Regions from separate parts of the Mus musculus genome. Here region 1 is linked to region 2. A link is a contact called in public HiCAR-type data. All regions are on one chromosome and are shown on one strand. The core of a region is the stretch at or near the end of the contact, and the rest is flanking DNA. Distances in the headings are between cores, read along the strand shown.

What was found. HiCAR-type assays count read pairs that join an accessible place to other places.
Region 1: a contact with region 2 is called in a HiCAR-type map of astrocytes, with 12 times the contacts expected there. The contact joins the promoter of Chl1 here to the promoter of Pdzrn3 in region 2. A contact is called at or near these places in 1 of 39 promoter capture datasets (hippocampal neurons) and 1 of 115 datasets of contacts at active chromatin or transcription factors (astrocytes).

What each region holds. Positions count from the first base shown.
Region 1 is chr6:103,509,446-103,512,224 of GRCm38.p6, reverse strand. Chl1 (cell adhesion molecule L1-like) reads right to left here and starts at 1,349. Exons shown (of 27, transcript NM_007697.2): 1 at 1,076-1,349.
Region 2 is chr6:101,376,550-101,379,440 of GRCm38.p6, reverse strand. It overlaps Pdzrn3 (PDZ domain containing RING finger 3), which reads left to right and starts at 1,544. Exons shown (of 10, transcript NM_018884.2): 1 at 1,544-2,275. The coding sequence starts at 1,553.

The DNA of each region.
Region 1 (2,779 bases), core at 100-2,599, 2.1 Mb before region 2:
CCGCCCATCCTCTCAACCCGACCGCAGACCACCCACCCAGCTCCCTCGCTGCTTTGGTCTCCAATACCTGAATCATGGTGCCGCTGCTCCTCCCGCCCCAGATTTTTCACAGGAATTCCTCAGCTCTGCCCCTCGCTGAGAAAGTGAGGTTCTTCTCAGCCAAGGGACCCAGGGATGAAGACAGCCAGGTTTCCCCAGCCTCTCGGCTCCAATCCTCTTTCTCCAAATCAATCATTTGCTCCCTGCTCTCTCCCTACGCACACTTTCACTCACGGGAGGAAAAAATAGGAAGAGACAGAGAAAGAGGATAGGAGAGGCACAAAGAGGAAAAAGGGACTGTCCGTGACTGGCATCCCTAGCTCCCGGGGCTTGGCTACAAGGGAGTCATGGCAACCGGGGGACCCCCCGACCTGCCTTCTAGCCCCCACCGTGTTCGGTTGAGATGGAGTGCTCTGCTTCTATCTTTTCCCTAAGCTGGCAGTTCACAGATCGATCATTCATTCCAAGCTGTAGGCATTTAGGGAACACCACTGCAAGCAAGATGCATCTCTAGAGACTTAACAGCTAGATAGGGAATTTGGGGCTGGGGTTAGAAAGTCTGGACCCCAACACCTATAGGGGGTTAGTGGAGAGAAATGTAGTACTTGCCCCCCACTCCCTGAAGGCTATGGTCTATGGAGGGTATGCATCCTCTCCCTAAGGTAAGGAGGCGGGCGGTGGCTATGTTGGAAGAAAGACAAATCAGCCTACCGAAGGTTGGCAGCTTGGAGGTGCAGGGGTCCCCGAAGCTTGTTTACTCCATCCACTGACCTGGAGCTGTCAAAAAATCCAGCCTTAGCCACCTGCGGCGGTGCTACGAAAGGTGGCGCCTCTTCTCAGGTTAGGGAAGGGACCTTGAGCCACTCCCATTTTGGGCAAGGACGGAACCCAGGGATGTGCACCATTTCCCTTTCATAAAGAGTTGCTCTTCTCCCAGGAGCAAGCCCTTGATTTCCTTCCACCTCCCTCAAAGAGTTGACTAAAGGGCAGATGGAGAGAGTCCCATTTCTTGTAAGGCACGCGCAAATAGACTCACCTGAGCCGCCTCTTGACATCCGATCTGTCTGGTACCTTCTCTTGGGAAAACTTCTCCTAAAGCTGGATCACTGGGGCAAAGGGGACCAACGAGGTCCAGCGCCTCTTGGAGAATCCAAGGGAGTTTCTAGTTGGGCGCTTCCCGCTGATCCACACCCCGATCTGCCCACAGAGATCCCGTCTGCCCCCTCCTGCTGTTGGCACAGGTCTCCAGAAGGCTGGACCTGTTCGAGCTTGTACCGGTATCCACGCCCTCCTGCCGGAGACGACTAGCTCGCGCCTCTTTTCTGCTGTCCCCGGGATCTGCTCTGCCACCCTCACCCACACGGCTTCTTTTCCCTCCCTCTTACACACACTCCCTTGGGACAAGAGGCAGCTACAGGCTTGAGACTTTGGTTTTATGAAAAGCGAGGGACAAAGAGAAAACTTTGCTTGTCATTTTTAACATCTCTAAGCCCTCAAAGAGACAGGGTAGCTGCCGGGTTCGCCTTGCCACTGAGAAACCGAAAAGAAACCCCTCCCCTCTGCTCCCTGGTCCACCCTCCTCTGTCCACATTCCACACACAGGCTCCCAGTCTCTTTTACCCTTTGCTGTATGGCTGAGGGGTGTGGTACCTTGTACCACTTTTTTTTTTTTTTTCTTAAAGTCTTGCCGGTTTTGCTTCTTTATTTAGGAGGGCGATGGGACTTGCAATTTAATTTACAAAAGAACCATCTCCATTAGCTGTCAAATCAGTGCAGGCATAAATTTAAAAAGCTCTTCTACTGTTATCTAATGTACAATTTGTGCCCCACTACCATCTGGACTTCTCCAGATTGATCAGTGACGTTTTCCTATTTACTCTCTATTAATACAGCGCTATAGAATACAAGCTTTCCTTGCTTATTCCCAGCGCCAAAGCCCACTCCTGATGTTGTATGTATCTCTTTTTACCAGCAAACATGATGTTTGTTTTAGGGGTGCAGTAAAGAGGGGCTACAAACTTTGGCAATCTAACTGGTGAGCACACTCTTTCATTATTTTTTTTCTTCCACACATTGATGATACTTTCGAAAATGTTCATACAATGTTGCTTTAAAAAAAAAATCCTGTTGCATGTAAGTGCTCTTTGACAGTAATGGAATTACTGACTTCTAACTTTTACTCCACGGAGGTTTGATCTTACAGTCTTGTCTTGTTCTCATCTAGTGCACTAAACAATGAGGACATTTATGGCTCTGTGCTATCCTCAGAGTTGGATGTCATGACTGGGATCAACAAGAAGGACGGAGACTTGGGATTCTGCCTCAGAAGCAGTTACATCAAATGTTTTGAAATGAATAAATGGGCCTTTCCATGTTCATAATTTCTAACCTTGAGGGCTCAAGGCTGTTAGTTCGTGTGTGGGCACAATTCCTACTGACTGTGCTGGCATATTAGAAATGCAAGTGAGGGCAGGATGTGTCCTAGGTTTAAACTGTGCTACTGGAGTGATTCCTCTGCCGGAGGCATCATTATTCATGCGGCATGTTTTCTAAAGTAGAAACAAAGGAAACTGAAATAAATTCCAACAAGGAAAATACTGAGCCTGTAGGAAACCATTTCCAAGATTTAGGAGCCCCAGGAGAGATACAAAGCCAAGTTGGTCTCAAATTTACCACTTTCTGGGGTGGCATTTCCTGGGCAAAAGAAACAGAAAACTCTATTTTGGCCAGAGAAACACAG
Region 2 (2,891 bases), core at 295-2,794:
TAAAACAAAAACAAAAACTACCAAAGGCATGGGTAATGTTATGAACTTTCTACTTAGACTGGTATCCCACATTATGAACTTTCCACTTAGCCTGGTATCCCCCAAGTGGTGTTTCCACCCAGTGCCAGGCTTGCTACTGGGCTTGAAAAGCTTCTCTGGAGTAGAAGAGAAAGGTCCAGACGGCAAGGGTTTTTCCATCAAGCTAAAATCCAGGCTGTGTAGAGACCAGCAGCTTCTCCGTGGCTGGTAGGCTCTTTTAGCGCGGATACACACTCAAGCTCCTGGTGAACCATTGGTTCACAATCTGAAAGGACCCAAAATTCTCAAATAGCCTGTCTTTGATTCAGTTCAAAGAGCGATTCTTTGAACTGCTCCAGTGGGAAAATGGAGATAAAACAATAAGCATATAAATAAATAAATAAATAAATAAATAAATTAATTTAAGGAAAACAAAACAACAACAAAAACAAGCTGAAGGGATGTTGTTGGCAAGTTGGCTGGGGTAGGCGTTGCTACAGGGACTTGAAGTTTTAAACTCCTCCATCTCTTAAACCACCAGAGTCAAGGCTCCAGTAACGGGGCGGGGGTTGGGGGGGGGGTGGGGGCAATAGTTTTCAAGTGGAGCTAAAGTATGCTCTCGCAACATTGTAGCGCTGTTTTTTTTTTTTTTTGTTTGTTTGTTTTGTTTTTTGTTTTTTTTGTTTGTTTGTTTTGTTTTTTGTTTTTTGTTTTTTTTTTTTTAAGGGACCAGTTTAGAAACTGAGCAAAATGCTTGAGGTACTGTAGTGCCCTCTTTATAGAGGTGTAAGAATGGGATCCAGCCAACCACTCTGGCCTGTCCCATCCAGACAGCTGGAGGGGAGATCTGATTCCTGCAAATTCGCCTTCTGGTCCTGGAAACCTCTAGCTGCTAAACACTGCAGTTTGCAGATCTTCTGGTTGGGACCAAAGTTTCAGCCTGAGCGTCCAGCAGCCGCTGTAACTTTCCCCCGAGTGAAATAAATAAATAACGACCGTAAATACAGAGATAGCAGGGCCTTAGATATTTTTCACTCTAAAAGGCAGACACAGGAGAAAGAAGGAGGTGGGGAATGAAAAGTCCTGATGTGGCAGGAAACTTCTGTGGGCGAGAGCCACAGACGCAGCTCCAAACCGAGGGAGATGCTCTCTGCTGGCGTATTTTGTCTCTTAGAGAATCCTCCAAGAAAGCGGAGAGGAGACCCTAAGAGGGGGCCCATCTCCGGTCTCTGGCAGGTCTCCTTGCTTTGTGGTCAAACTCAGCCTCTTGTGCCTCGAGGCCCCCTCCCTATGGCCAAAAGAGGGTCGTGAGGCCCCAGAGGCAGGATGTTAGTGCGCTTGCGCTCGAGCCAATACGGCCGGAGGAGTCCTGTTCCTCGGGCATTTTCCGAGGAAGTCTGGAGCAATTAGGCTCAGTCCTGGGAGAGCGAGCTAGAGAGCGGGCGGCGTAGCCGGCGTGTCTGGGCCGCCTCGCAGGGAGGGAGGGAGGGGGCGGCCGGTCGCCCGGCGGCGACACCGGGCCCCGGCCGCCACCATGGGTTTCGAGTTGGATCGCTTCGACGGCGACGTGGACCCTGATCTGAAGTGCGCCTTGTGCCACAAGGTCCTGGAGGACCCGCTGACCACCCCGTGCGGCCACGTATTCTGCGCCGGCTGCGTGCTGCCCTGGGTAGTGCAGGAGGGCAGCTGCCCCGCGCGTTGTCGCGGTCGCCTATCGGCCAAGGAGCTCAACCACGTCCTGCCCCTCAAGCGTCTCATCCTCAAGTTGGACATCAAGTGCGCGCACGCGGCGCGGGGCTGCGGCCGGGTGGTCAAGTTGCAGGACTTGCCCGAGCACCTGGAGCGCTGCGACTTCGCGCCCGCGCGCTGCCGCCACGCGGGCTGCGGCCAGCTGCTGCTGCGACGCGACGTGGAGGCCCACATGCGCGACGCGTGCGACGCGCGGCCCGTGGGTCGCTGCCAGGAGGGCTGCGGGCTGCCGCTGACGCACGGCGAGCAGCGGGCGGGCGGCCACTGCTGCGCGCGGGCTCTGCGGGCGCACAACGGAGCGCTGCAGGCCCGCCTGGGCGCGCTGCACAAGGCGCTCAAGAAGGAGGCGCTGCGGGCCGGCAAGCGCGAGAAGTCGCTGGTGGCGCAGCTGGCCGCCGCGCAGCTCGAACTGCAGATGACCGCGCTGCGCTACCAGAAGAAGTTCACCGAGTACAGCGCGCGCCTCGACTCGCTCAGCCGCTGCGTGGCCGCGCCGCCAGGCGGCAAGGTAAGCAATCTCTCTTCTCTCTCCATCTCTGCCTCTCTCTCTCCCTCTCTCTCCCTTCCTCTCTCCACCCTCTTTAGCTGACCCAGAGTCCCACCCAGGTCCGTTGAATATAGGATGCCAGGGTCTTCCTGGGTGCATCTCCGGCCTCCTCTTGTTAGCAGCGCTTGCCAGCTGTATCACTCCGTGCGGGTTACTTAACTAATTCCAACTGAGAAACTGTGGTCCCAAAAGGCAGGACATATAGGGTGAATTGAAGCTACGGCAGTTTTGGGGGGCCAGAGTGTGTCTGCGAACACTAAAAGGAACTTACAACCAAGTGTAGGGTAGGAACAGAGAGCATGACTCCAGAGTCAGGGAGGTGTTGAGAGGCTTTGGCCTGCACACCAGCCTGAGACCCAGGAAGCTGCTCATCTTGGCTTAAGATCAGAGCCATGGTCTGTGTGGATGTGACACTCCATTGGGCGACCTGGAGTGTATCTGCTGCGATGCAAAGGGGGAAAGGTGGCAGCAGAGCCCTTATGGTGCAGCTTGAAAGGGATGCCAGGAGAGAGGCCCCGGTGTAAAGGCTGGATTCAAACATGCACTTTCCTGCCAACTCACTGGCTGCTGACCTTGA